Regions from separate parts of the Oryzias latipes genome. Here region 2 is linked to region 1. Evidence: chromatin contacts called from public Hi-C data. All regions are on one chromosome and are shown on one strand. Each heading gives the region's core, a stretch centred on a gene start, on an enhancer-like site or on the middle of the called end of the contact. The rest is flanking DNA. Distances are from core to core; before and after follow the strand shown. Region 1 overlaps znf438 (zinc finger protein 438). Region 2 overlaps zeb1 (zinc finger E-box-binding homeobox 1).

Region 1 (7,041 bases), core at 1,082-3,581:
TGAGTAGTGTAGGAATTCAGACAGCCATAGAGAAATAAACAGCTACCTGTATTATTCAGTCATTATAGCTGTCAGAATAACCATTCTTCTTCTGCTACCTAAAAGTTATTCAAATTATAAACTGACCAATCAGATGCCTTTATAAAAGTACACATTTGACTGACTGACTGACTGACTGACTGACTGACTGACTGACTGACTGACTGACTGACTGACTGACTGACTGACTGACTGACTGACTGACTGACTGACTGACTGACTGACTGACTGACTGACTGACTGACTGACTGACTGACAGTTTCCGCTTTCAAGTGGTAGGGGTGTGGATTTCCAACAAGCTCACTCCTGATTGGTGAGTAAACTTGCCATAAAAATGATGACTCAGGCCAACAGGGGAACAATTGCAGCTTCCTGACAATGTCTGACTCCGACATAGCGTCGTCTGTACCGCGTAAAAATGGCGCCTGAATTGACGTTATTTGGTTGGAGCCGAAAGCGAATCCTTTTCAATGGGTGACGTCACACTCACTCGGTGCAGTTCTCATACACTCAATGATCTGTCCCAAAGAAGACTTGCGATCCACCGATCAGAGGATCACAGGGACCTCTCTCCCTTTGCACCACAGCCCCAAAAAATACATATTTTTTATACTTTGAAGAAGATTTGGTAAGGAATTGTGTTTTTAATGCATCAAAATTAGAAAGGAGCAATACAATGGTTGGGTTTCTCCACAATAAAATGAGTTTTTCTTGCCTTAAAAACAGGGACTAAACATTTTCTCCAACTAGAAACCAAAAGCTTTACAGTTAACAATTGTATTACCAATGCTGCCTAAACCATACATTAAAGATTTAAGATTTAAGAACATGCAAGATGAGAGTACATCTAAAAACAAAACAGCTCATATTAGATTCCTCACAAACCCTTTTTTAAGTTTCTGTCTAATAAAAGAATCTTGGGAGAACCCAGTGATACCAATAACTTATTAGAATAACCCACTAAACCACTTCTTCATGACAAAAATGGAACAAACCTATTTATTTCAGTTTATTTAAAGTATGTGCTTGGTGTTTTACAGAAAAACCCGGGGAGACTTCCCTGAATTTGTTGAGTTCGACTAAGTTTGTCATTGCTAAAAGGACCACTCTTGCTTAAGAGCACATTGGTGGCAATACCAGATATGGAATAGCCTACAGAGAAACTCTATTTTGAGGAGTTTCAAGTTTTGTTAGCGGACTGCTGATTGCAGATTTGAAGTTCAGTGGCCTGTCATCGTCCAGCTTCAACTCTCATCAGGCCTCTCGAGATGTCGCCCCACAGCGACACCTTCAACCACACGCAGAACAAAATGCTTCATTCGAGGTGGAGCGCTTCCAGGAAATATGCTAATGCTCAGAGGAGCAGCCTAATATAATAACATGCCTGCAGCCAACAGGTCTTGTAAAAGTCAGTCATTAGGTCTCACATGTAATTTTCATTAACTTTTCTTGGAAACAAGAGTCGAGCAAGACCAACAATTTAACAGAGAAAGAGCCGTTCAGCCGACTATTACTGGACCACATCCTCCCGTTTCCATCCGCAAGATGTTCCCCATTTATTATTAAAGCTAGAGATGCACTTTCCTTGTTCTTCAACTCGCCACTCCTGACTACAGTGAGCAGCACTTTACTGACGAAACACATTCAGGTGTAGCTCAAAAAAACAAAAAAACAGTTGGAGGACTTCCTCATTTTTCAGCAGAACTTTTAGGTTTTCCTCAAAACAGGAGAATTCTTTCTCAGAATCTGGGGCTTAATTAGCCAGAGATTGAAAATGACTTCATTTATGTAGCACCCACATCCCTGGAAAAGTAGGCCAAGGTTTACAGCGGGATTTTACACAGAAAAATCGAGTCATTAGCAGCGTCAGAGCCCAACCTGCTCGCCACTTCCTGCAGAACGCCCGGCTCAACATTTGGCTGCATTATCACGTCTCTCATGAAAAATTTCATAAGGTTTGGGAACACTCAGTGTGTGTTTTCCACAACGTTGACTGCTACTTCAAAGCTCTGGCAATGAGTGGCGCCTCAGTCCCAAAAATCTGGTGTGTTGATGCAACGCGATCCGAGTTATGACTGAGAGGAAATGTCAGACAAGCATCTCAGTTTCTTCTGCCTGTTACCATCCTCCACATCCAGCCACATGTGAAACCACACTGGGACTGTTTGCCGGCAAACACCAAACGCTCCCGACGCACTGACGGCTGTTTACCCTGGCAGCAGGGTTCACATGTCGGCCTTGCACTTGTGTTCTGAGGACAGACCATCTTTTAAGATGACAGCGTTGCACACGCACAGCGCCAGACGTTTCCAAAAGTGAGCTGTGTGACGAAGGAGGCCGCGGCAGAGAAACTCATCTGTCTTAGGGGGATTCCTCGCGATGACTCATCTAGGAACCTGATCTGAGTTTGCAATACAGTCTTTAAAAGGAAAATGTGTGGGCCCAAAAGATTTCCAAATGAGCAAAGATGATGTTTGAAACAAACACTGAAGGTAACTTTCCAGATGAAGCCACCCGCGAGCGCTCAGCTTTAAAACAATGACGCAGCACAAACGACTGACTGAGGAGAGCTGACAGCTCAATGGGACTTACATTTACCCAATTCAAAGTCATTTGTTTTCCAAAATAAAAGTTGGAATGTCATTCCTCAGTACCCCAGCATCAAATCGGTCACCTTGACCGATTTAGATTCCAAAAATCTGCATAATTCGAATAATTCGATCAATAATTGTGGTATAAAGGCATATTTGTGCACCTCATTTGCATATCGTCACCCCCCTTTAAGGCATTTCCTCTGTGATCCTGGGTTTATTTCCCATGTTAAATTCCCTCACAAGTTGCTCAATTCATAGTTATCCCTCCATCAAAGGAAACACAAATGGAGGTGTGGCCACAGTCCTCTGTTGTGGTCATGAGTTAGAAGACTGACTATCAACCTGTGATCACAACAAAAGGACTTTAAGACTAATGGCCCACTCACAACTTCTCATTAGTTCTGTGTCAGAGAACATTTACCTCCAAAGTACGGTTCACCTGGTTGCTGTGATTGCTCCTAATCTGTTCTTGGGCAACACTTGACCTGCTAGCAGAGATGTGTCTAAGAACAGAACGGTGTAAAGACAAGGGTTCAAAATAAGCCCCCTCCTTCCAAATTTCAAACAAACTGCAAAGAACCAAACACTGGAGTTCCTCAAAAGACCACTGAAGGTTTAGTTTGGTCAGAATTAGCACAAAAAAACAACCATCTGTTTACCCCAGTGTCAAAACTTCAACATTTATTCCATTATTTTTTAGTTAAACTGAGTGTTTTAAGTGCAGTCAGGTCAGTGAGCAATGAGCCCGCTTGTGTTTTTGGCACGGTTTGGCCTGTTGTACTGGACAACAAGCCCTGGATGAGTTACCAAAAGAGCCTTCTCCTCTCTTGCCTCACAGCTAGAAGACCCAGGTTCGAATCGCAGTGGGATCTTTCTGTGTAGTCTTTGCATGTTCTCCCTGTGCATACTTGGGCTTTCTCAGGGAACTCCGGTTTCCTCCTACAGTCTAAAAACATGCTTTATAATTTTATAAGCGGCTTAATTTTTTTGTAGGTGTGAATGTGTGGCCCTGTGACAGACAGACAGACAGACAGACAGACAGACTGACAGACAGACAGACAGACAGACAGACAGACAGACAGACAGACAGACAGCCTTCCCCCAACAGTAGCTGGGATAGGCTCCAGCAGCCCTACGACCCTAAAGGGGATTCAGCAGGATTGGGAAATGGATGGCTGATCTTAAAGGGGGTTTCTAAGAGGTTAAAAACCGTAATAAACTAGAAACACTTTGTTCAGTTCCAAGGTGAAACCCATTTGTCACACTCTGACATCATTTTTTGACGTTTAAAAAAAGCCTTCTCAAGCTGCTAAAGGACTAAAAACAGAAACATTTTCTTGGTATTTTAAGGAACAGTTTCTAATGCTAATTTTTTGCTAACAAGTTGCAGATGCTACAGATTCACAACTATACACACAATCTCATTTAAAATCTATTAACAGTGATGAGCCACCATCTGAAGCATCCCTCATATTGACTCGTTTCTTCTGTGACGACTTTCTTTCTTTTATCCTTTCAAAGTGGTCTTAAGGATCATTACCGTTGTGTTGTCAGAGGATTTCACATCAGTTCTTTTTCTTAATTTTTGTTTTATGGATTTAAAAAAACAGAAAGTCATAAGTGAGCAATAATTTATGAACATGCACAAAACAGTCACAAAAATGCTTTTGAAAATGGTCAAATGAGTAGAAAATGAGCGCCAGGAAAACCACTCAAAGACTTTTAAGAGAGGCCAGAGAACTTTCACTTCAAACCACTTTAGAAGAAGAAAGTCTGGCTCCTTTGAGGGGAAAAAAAATAAAGGGAAAGCTTTGCGGTCTAGCCGTGTGGAGCCGACCTTTTTCTTTTTTCTTCTTTTTTAATCAGCCATTCTAGTCAGTGTGGTCCTACCAGTGGAGCCCCACCACACATCCCAGAAGAAGGCATCTGCTCCAACAAAGACGGGCACGCAACCTGTTTAGGTGTTCTGATGCAGCAAAACCACACAAATCTAATCAGACAGGCTCCATCCGTTTAACCTTCAAAATAAAATGCCATTCTTGTTCGAAATATTACTCAATCTAGAGCAATTCAAACAGGAAAAGAAAGATAGGGTTCTTCTAAACAACTAAACATGGAGACCACCACGGTCATAAAGCTCCTGCAAAACTCCAACTCGAGCAAAAATCATGACATATGTATCACTGTGGAACAGCAGCGGGTGAAACCAAAAGGGAAAATTCCTATGTACAATTTCTAAATCACACCATTTTTATTCCTGAAATAAGAAAAACTGAAACCTGCACAGTCACTTCAGACAAAATACAGCCAAGAAAGACGAAAGTTCATCAATGTTGAGATTGTGCAATGTGCTTTTCATTTCAGTCTTAATTAAAAGGATTTGTTGCATTGCAACCAAGCTGTGTTAAATCTTCTTGTTGTTCCCGATAACCATCAGGAGCTCCCATGGTTTCAGACCGTAAGCAATAAATCAACGACTGTCAAATCACCATCCTTCCACGTCTCCTAATGTAATCATTATTTAATGTAGTTATGTTGTAATTTAGCAAATAGTGTGACGAGACAAACCCAAAGCTTAAAATGCAGCGTGATCAGCATGAGTCCTGGCCAACGATTGATGGAACAATCATCTGTGATTGGAAAATTCGGACAAATCACCCAAGACTAACCGGGATCTGACTGCAGCCTCCAAAAGCCGACAGATCCTGCTTTATTTCTTTATTTACTGTAGCGCACAAACAAATTCCATAAAAGGCTTTGAGGTATGCCTTTATCCATTTTTCTTATATGGCCTAAAGTGAAAACTATCGTTTTTTTAAAGCTTTATTTTGAAAGGAACTGTGGAACATTTTAGTCTTGCATTTCATGAAGCCGAAGCAGAGGAGGAGAATTCATATGAAGCTTTTAGATGATAGTTAAAGAACTTCTCTAACATACTGCAACTCTTTGACCACAATCAACGTGAATCAGCTGATTCTGAGGCAAGAAAAGAGGCTGTTTATATCACAAACCCGTTCATGAAACCCTTAAGTGTTTAACATTAATGTTAGTGTTCTACATTTAGCAAAACGCCACTGTACCCAGCAGTAGCCGGGACAGGCTCCAGCAACCCTGTGACCCCAGAGGGGATATAGCGGCTTAAGAAAATGGATAGATGGACTGACACTATACGTTATGCAACCTAAAGTGTTCTGCATAGAGGCTCCAAGCTGCTTTTATTCCACAGAACAGAGTTGATTTACGTCGTAAACACCTCACTACTGTAAAGTGGTGTACAGTAAACCCTTGTTTTTCACGAGGGTTACGTTCCAAAAAGAACCCGTGATAGGCAAAATCCGTGAAGTATAAACCTCTATTTTTTTTTCAATTATTATACAATTAAAAACTCTATTATACATTGAAAAGAAAGAACAAACCATTTTACAGTCTCAAGCATTTGTTTCACAAATCAAAGTACTTTAAAAAAGTTTTTTTCAACAAATTACTCTGTACTGTACTGTCAAATAATAATTAGAATCATCGATGTGAACAGAAGGCTTCAAATCGCGGAGATTAGCCCCGCCCACCGTGTCCCGAGTAATTGGATTAAACGGGAGAAAATGTAAAATGATTATGAAAAACAGTGGGACAAGTAGTGACTCAGGTGTATTTCACTGCTCTACAGACTGAGCCGCTGCATCCTGACTCCGCTCTGCAGTGTTTTCTTCTTTTGAAGCCCGCGGTGCAGCTGTTGTTCGGGAGAAGAACATAGTGATAGGCAGTTGTTGTCGCTCTTTTTTTCTACGAAATTGCAAGATGATTTGCACGTACGTGTTGTAAATTTGGCAAGATGTTCTACGTACGACAAACTGCAACGTTATTGACGCACAGGTAGAGAAGAAGCGGAGTGACTTTTTAGCCAATCAGAATGCAGAACACAATGCACGATGCAAATCCATGAAGTAGCGAAACCGTGAAAAGTAAACCGCGTTATAGCGAGGGATCACTGTACTGTATGTTAGCTCAAGGTTGCTTTTCTCTGCTTCAGATTGCACTGAAAACACGTTACTTGCATAAACAGCAGAAGATTTATAGTAATTCAAAAGAACGTCTACACTGAAGGGTTAACAGGCCCCTACACCTCCTTACTGCTCCATAGCTACCAACTGACAGTTATTATTACATTTGTCATAATTTAAAATTATTCAATAATTTGCTCACTACTCATAATACATGGTCCCTTTCTTTTTTCCTTCAGTTTTTTTTATCCACGGAATTTCTTTGGACAATTCACACTGGAGTCTGTGTACAAGTGAACCAAGACAGCCGTTCTCCAGCTTCTTAATCCTCACCAGAGCTCAGGGGAGCTTTTACATTTGTCAAACAAAGTAGATGCTCAAAGGAACGTCAATGTGAAAGTGACCCGATG
Region 2 (7,004 bases), core at 2,294-4,793, 93 kb after region 1:
ATCAGGCATCTGATTGGTCAGTTTATTATGACAACCATAAAAATGAAAAGACACATTACGTTACGTCGATAAAGAATGGGCAACAAATATGTGAGAACAAAAGTAAAAAATGTACGAGAATGAAGTTGTATCATAAGAAAGAAAGTTGTAATTATACGAGAATAACATCGTAAAATGATGATAAAAATAGTCATAATTTTACAAAACGAAAGTTATTTCATAAATTATAAATTGAGACTTCATGTGATTAAAGTCATAAATTTATGAGACAAAAGGCTGTGTACTAAGAAAAAGATAGCAACAACAAAACAAAGCAATATTGTGTTCCAGTCGGAGAGATTTCGACTGCATTGTAAGCGTTACTGTTTCACAAAAAAGGAAAGACTGCGTCTATAATTGAGTCAACGTTGACTTATTGTAAGTATAAGAAGACAGACAAGAATTTGCAGGAAACTGGGCTTCTTCAGCAGATGATTCTTGACCCACCAGGAGTGGAATTCCGGTGCCGGCGCCGTTTTACGCCGTCTGCAGTATAGTTGCAGAGGTCTGCATGCTTTACGGCCCATGGATTCCTGTCATCCAGCCTTATGGCATAAACATCGATGGATTTTGTCTACACGTAATGTGGACGGAGGCTTACTCAACTTTATTTTGGAAAAAAGTTTGCCTTTTTCCTTGTAAGGTTACAATATGTTTATTTTTTTATAGTTTTACAACTTTATTCTCATGAAATGTTGAGTGTTTTAACTCATATTTTTACCACATTTATTCTCTTATATTCATTTGTTTTTCTTTCATGGTGGTTCTAATACTAAATTGTAGTTTATGACTTGATTAATAAATGTCCTGAAAAAATAATTAGGATCATCCACATGTTAGAAAAGCTTGAAGAGCAAGAACGGTGATTCTGACCAACAGAATGACTGAGTTACAAACTGTTTATTTCTCTGCCATTTTGGCTTCTGGGAGCCAGCAAGTACTTCCTGTTTGGAGCGCCAGAAGGGGAAGGGTGACTCAGTCCATGTCTCTGATACAGTCAATGAGCAGCATTTTTAGAAAATCTGGTTTCTGTCAGGTATGCTCTTTGTGGTTCCTTCTTTGACCCCTAGTGCTTCGTTGAGCGGGTTCCAAGCGACTTTTCTCCGCTTGTTCGGCGCAGCTATCTGACAGGGAAAGCTCAGACGTCAGTGTGGGCAGATCTGACCCCGGAATTTAACCACGCGTTAGCCGTCAGTATTATTTCAGTGTCTCCTCTTGTGTTTCGGCGTGTTTGTAATGAATGTTTTCATCCATGGCAGTATTAACCCCCCCTGACCTTCAACCACATGGGTTTGTCTGTGTACTTATAGAGAACTTTTATATTTATGTGTCTTATTTTTTATATTTCTTTGTGCTTATTTATTACACCACGTAGTGTACAATACTGTCGTCTGTTTTAATGCCATAATATATTTTAGTATGAAGGAAAAAAAAGAATCGACTCCCAGACTCCGGCGTTCTGAAGTGATTTCCGAACAAATGAGACGATTTTCTTCAGGGAAAAAGTCAGAAGCTCACCTGAAAAGCGGAGGAATTTGATCCTGTGACCTAAGCTCTACTGTCACGTTAGTTTTCTGGCCCCTCCCCCCTAAATATGAAGCTACTGAACTGTGGAAAAGGACCCATCTGTCCAAAAGCATGAGTGTGTGCCGTCGTATTGAAAGATGACCCGTGACTCTGTCCTCTCTGCCAAGCCAAAACCATGCTGCCCTTCTGTTCCTGTTTTGATTTGTGCCAACGTTATGCCACGCCCACTTTTATATGCCCCACCCCCTTTAACACCCTCAACTTTTTTTATAGTAATTGTTTTTGTTCATTTTTTTTATGACTTCCCATCTCACAATAAAATGCATCAATTACAAGCTGCCTCACGTTGTCATGATGATGTTGAGACTCTGTGTGAAAATTTGGATGTTTAGTCCAGAACATTTTTTTTGGTTGTGGGAGAAAAAAACAAGAAATCTACAAAGTCAAATCAGGATCAGCTGAAAGTGAACGAAAAAATCTGATAGAAAGTTTGAAAAGAAAAAATTTGAGAACGGGTTTAAACCCGATAATACACGTTGTAAGATATATTGAAAAATATATATTCAATTTAAAAAAATACTGAAAACTTGAATTTAAAAAAACGATATACTGTTACCAAAAAATATGTCAGCTTTTGTTTTATATTTCATCTCAAGTTTTTGTTTTTCTTCATTTTTGGTTTAGTCCTCAGCAAATGTTTCAATTCTTTCTTTGTGTTTTCGGAGTTCAGCATTAATGCGGGGGAGGGGGGGGGGCATTGACCCCGTTTGCTACCGGGACGTGATTGACATAAAGTGATGGAAGTTTTGGTAACATCATTTCCACTCCGGAACAGTGTCTGTTTTTGACGTGTTATCCCCTCCTCTGATGATACTAAAAGGATCCTACAGAACAGCCGCGGTTACAAATATTAGATTTCATTTGGAAACAGTTTGAGGTTTATAGTGATTTTATTCAAGGTTCCAGTATTTCTTTGAATTTCTTTTATTTATTTTTTCTAATTTCCAATTAGTTTTTCAAAGTTTACAATGTGTACGTTGGAGTTCAGAACTGTTTTTTATTTGTTTTTAATTTACGAAATCTATTTTTAAAAAAGGACATTTTGTTTTTTTTCAATTTTATCAATATTTCCTTTAAGTTTACAATTTTATTTATTTTTTGGAATTTCCCAAGTAGATTTTGAAAGTTTTTTTTAACTTACCATTTCTATTTTTCAAATTGACATTTTGTTTTTTTTTATGTTTTATTATTTCTTTAAAGTTTAAAATGCACACAATTGTATTATTTTTTCTTTTCTTCAAATTTACAAGGTCTATTTTTCAAACGTACAATTGGTTACCCCTTGTGCTATCCTAGATGACCCCACCCTTACCTTGACGTGTTCTCCCTACCATGACAAAGGTGGATAAAGGTGGAAAGATTTCATGTAATCCATGGACACCAGTGAAGATCACAAATCATTGAAGAAAAAAGGTTTAGCGCACTGTCTTGTGGGGTCTAGATGACCCAACTCCCAACGTTAAAGTGCCTAGGATAGCACAAGGGTTAAATATTGCGACTTGACTCAAGGGTTTGTTGTAGAACAATAGCTACACAGTTAAATTCTTCTTCTGCAAAAAGGTAATCCTTTACTGTAATGCATTACTTGTGTATTGAGTTACTTCCAGCTCAGTACTCAGCAGAGGTGGGGGCTGTTGAAGGACAGCAGAGCAGCTCAGCCCAAGGTCAGCTGTATTGATCCAGGTCAGGTTTCCAGGAGGGGGTGACCCCCACCCCTCTGTGCCTTACCCCTCCACCAGCATGAATTAGTAATGGAACTCACTAAAAATCCATATTTGGTGCAGGAGCTGAAAAAGATCCAAAAGCTCAGATTTTCCTTTGTTTTGAGACCGACAGGTGAGGCCTTCACTGCTGCGGCGGCACAGAGATGGAGCCATCCGTCAGAGGGTTCAATGCTGCCATCATAGTAAATGGCTCCCCAGAGGCCTGCAGGCAGTTTGGGTGGAGGGGGGATGAGTAATGCTTTATGGGGCCGCTCTCGCTGTAATCCGACTGCGTCAAACAGCATCCCGTAATTGTAGCAAACGTCTTCAACAATAGCGACAGCGGTTCCGGCTCCGCGCAGAGGTCAGCGGCTGCACGTCTGCTGCACGGGCCCATCCACGCTGCAGGCCAACGCGCTGCCACAGGTTCTGCTGGGCTCAGCATTTCCCAGGAAAATTGAAAAGCTATAACTGCTAAGAGGATATGGAGTGCCTTTGCCAATAATGGGGCAAAAGCCTGATGGAGCACCGTGGCTGCTGGGACTCTGACACCGAGCCAAGCCCAAGGGGCCGGAGCTCCCCAGGGAAATTTAAAGGAAAGCCAGGAGGACGGGGATAAAAGAAGAAAAAGGGAGGGAAAAAACAGCACTCAGGAAATAGCAGTCACTTAAATATCATGTTCATTTAGACGAGCATTAAATACCAGGAGAACACAGACGCAATGTGTGTGTGTGAGAGTGTGTGTGGGTGAGGGATGTAAGGAGGCTGCTTAATCTGTCACTTCATGTGACAAGTTGTTGTTTTCAGAGCTGCATTTGAACACACCGTCCAGCAGAAGCTTACACACACACACACACACACACCACTGGAAATCTGTTTATGCAGTAAATAACCAGCATCTCACACACACGCACACACACGCATACAAGGATCTCCTTTTCTGAGGAGCCATCACTATCAGTGCAGCACCTGCTTTTAAACACTATTGTGGAGTCTTTCTTATTTTATAGATCTTCTGCATGTTCTGCCGGTGTTTGTCAGTGGAGCTCCTCTTCAGGGTTGTTTACTGTCGAGGAAGAAACTCCAAATGGACGGAGGAGTTAAGAGGTATGAAAGGAGGAACCAGCTATCAGTCAAATAGGAGGAGCCGATGTGGAACGGCGCCGCTCTAGTGGCAGCAACATGTCATGGGTTCTCTTGTTCCCTTTACAAGGGCCACCCTGCTGTTCCTCCTGGTTATTCCTGACTCCTTAGAACATCTGTAAGCTGGTTACCATAGTAACTGGCGACTTTTATGCAGCTTATTTTAATTTTTAATTGACATTTAAAAATGACAAATTTAAAGAATGTATCCATTGATGAAGTGAATGAATTTTGGGTGGAAGGAACACAGTTTCTCTCAGGATGTTGTAGAAACTGATCATTGGAAAATGACACGTCAATCAAACCATCATATCTTTTGTCTAAAAAGAAAACAAATAATAGCTAAAGAGAATCACAATTAAAGCCTATTTCACATTAGAGTGGTCAGAGAGCACCTTTTTATTTACCAAGCCACCTGCTGTTCACCAGAAGAACTGACTTGGCTCCAAGTTTTAAATCTAGCCTCCAAGAAAAAGTTGCACCATAAATATAGATTTGAGTCGATCGTCAGTCAAATAAAGTTTGGAATAACACAAATAACATACGTAAGAAATAGCTGGTTTTTCATGTGCAAACCGTTTTTCACTCAAATCTAAACACACCGCCCCCTCGTGATGTTTTTAAGCTCCCTTCAAAACCCGTTTATGTAAGCCGTGTGCTGCAGAGTTGCATCATCTGCATGATGGAGGTGTTTCTGGACGAGCTTTGGCTCACAGAGATAAGCCTGTTGATGGAGGTTCTGCCTTGAAATTCTTTAAAGTCTAAACAAATATCACATTTTGGAAAAAAAAATCACAGCACAGTCCATTTTAAAAGAGCAAGAGCCAAAAAGCAGACCGCATTTCCTGGAGTCTTTTTCTCCACGTGGTTTGGCTGTTTTTTGTTTTGTTTTGTTTTTTTGCTGTCAGATTTAGTTTTCCTTTGCTCAGTGACAATCTGAAAAGTTTTCTTTGCCAGAAGTGGTGTTGTAAAAAAACAACCAATTCTTAAATATTTTAGAAAAAAAAAGCTACACGTTAAAGTAGTAAAAAAAAGTGCTGAACACAATTGAAAAACCACTAAAATAGAAGTCATTTCACATGGTTTCAAATTCTTGATTAATAACATATAATTTGCCCCCAGGCTTACACACACACACTCACACACTTTCTCTGTGGTGCGAGCGGTGATCAACTAAAAACGTTCCTTTTATCTGCACAACATGCACACCCCTCTTCTCAAAAGTTTGGAGGTTGGTTGTTTTTGTGGGCGGGACACAAACAATCTGCTGAGGCCAACTCTAGGTTGAGGTCAGAAAATGGGCGGCACCCACAAGGAGTGAAAGGCGGAGCCTCAGAGATCAAGTCGTCTTACTTCCAGGTAGGAAAATGATCTGTGAAAATAAATATTTGATACATATTCGTTCTTTAATGAGCCAAAGGTAATATATCATCATATATATGAATATAGTTACTGAAAGGTTTCAAAAGTCTCCCCAGATTCTCCACTCAGTCTGTCAGAGAACTGGTCTGCGGTTTGAGACACAGCTCTCTGCTGACAGTTATGTGACACACTGTTCTCAAGGTTTTTTTATGTCTGTTAAAAGTCTCAGTTTCAAGAACGCATTTGTTTAGTTGCAGTCAACACTCCTCTCCTCTGTGAATGTTTGTTTTTACCTGTAAGATAAGGCATTTTCCTGCAGAATTACCCTTCAGCTACATGAAGATTAAACCAATCTTTATCCACGTTGAGATCCATTCCAGGTTCTGTTTTTCCCCCTGAGCCAATTGCTTATATCCATCTTCACATCACCCTGCTCTCCCACCTTCAGGCTCAGTTCTGTTATGGTGTCTCTAAAGCTTCGTTCACACCGTTCTCGGTAACACGCGTCCACTTTCAGTGATAAGTTTATGTAAATGCACTAAAATGTGTTTTCTGCATTCAAAACTCTCCTGTTCATATTAAGCTCCGTAAGTTTCTATGATAGTTTTTGGGTACTATGTACAAAAACCACTGAATAAGTGTTAAAGCAGGCTGAACCTGGACCAATCAGAGACTCAAATTTTGAAGGAATGTATGGATGTGCCAACCGTTTAAAAAACTGATCATGAAAGAGAAATGAATGATTACAGTTTGTGCGCAGGTGGAATTATGTGACACCAAATCTTTCATATGTAGGAATAGAGCTGTGAAAGAAAAAGCCTGGAGCGTGATTCACCAAATTTGCACCGCTTGGACAAAAGAAAAGCAGGAAGAAGCCCCTCCCTGCTTGTCCAGTGTGAACACCATGGCTGAATTATGAATATTTATGCCAACACATTGCAAACAAAACTTTCAAATTGGCAAATCAAATATCCAATATTTGCTTTCGAAACATTTTTTTGCTTTTAAAACCTTTTTTTTTTTTGCTTTCACATGCGTTTTGTCTCATCTCATTTTCTCCCGATCTTTGATTTTGCGTACATAGGTGTCAGTGTAGCGTGACATAGCTGCCATCAAACAGCCTGCTGATTGGTCTAGATTCTAACCAATCAAGTGTCTCGTATTGACGGT

What was found. A called contact is a pair of places that touch in the nucleus more often than the background predicts.
Region 2: a Hi-C map of embryo shows a contact between it and region 1, with 1.6 times the contacts expected there. The contact joins two enhancer-like sites. A contact is called at or near these places in 2 of 5 Hi-C or Micro-C datasets (both in embryo).

The regions. Positions count from the first base shown.
Region 1 is chr20:7,153,285-7,160,325 of ASM223467v1, forward strand. The region is part of intron 1 of znf438 (zinc finger protein 438); the gene reads right to left. Among protein-coding and RNA genes, the nearest start is that of znf438, 8.3 kb to the right of the region's middle. Within about 2 kb of position 2,332, at least 1 of the 8 cell types and tissues checked has an H3K27ac peak or open chromatin away from gene starts, as enhancers often do. A contact at or near this core is called in embryo, where this site is marked.
Region 2 is chr20:7,245,263-7,252,266 of ASM223467v1, forward strand. zeb1 (zinc finger E-box-binding homeobox 1) reads left to right here. Exons shown (of 8, transcript XM_004080900.4): 8 at 1-1,905. Among protein-coding and RNA genes, the nearest start is that of zeb1, 50 kb to the left of the region's middle. Within about 2 kb of position 3,544, at least 1 of the 8 cell types and tissues checked has an H3K27ac peak or open chromatin away from gene starts, as enhancers often do. A contact at or near this core is called in embryo, where this site is marked.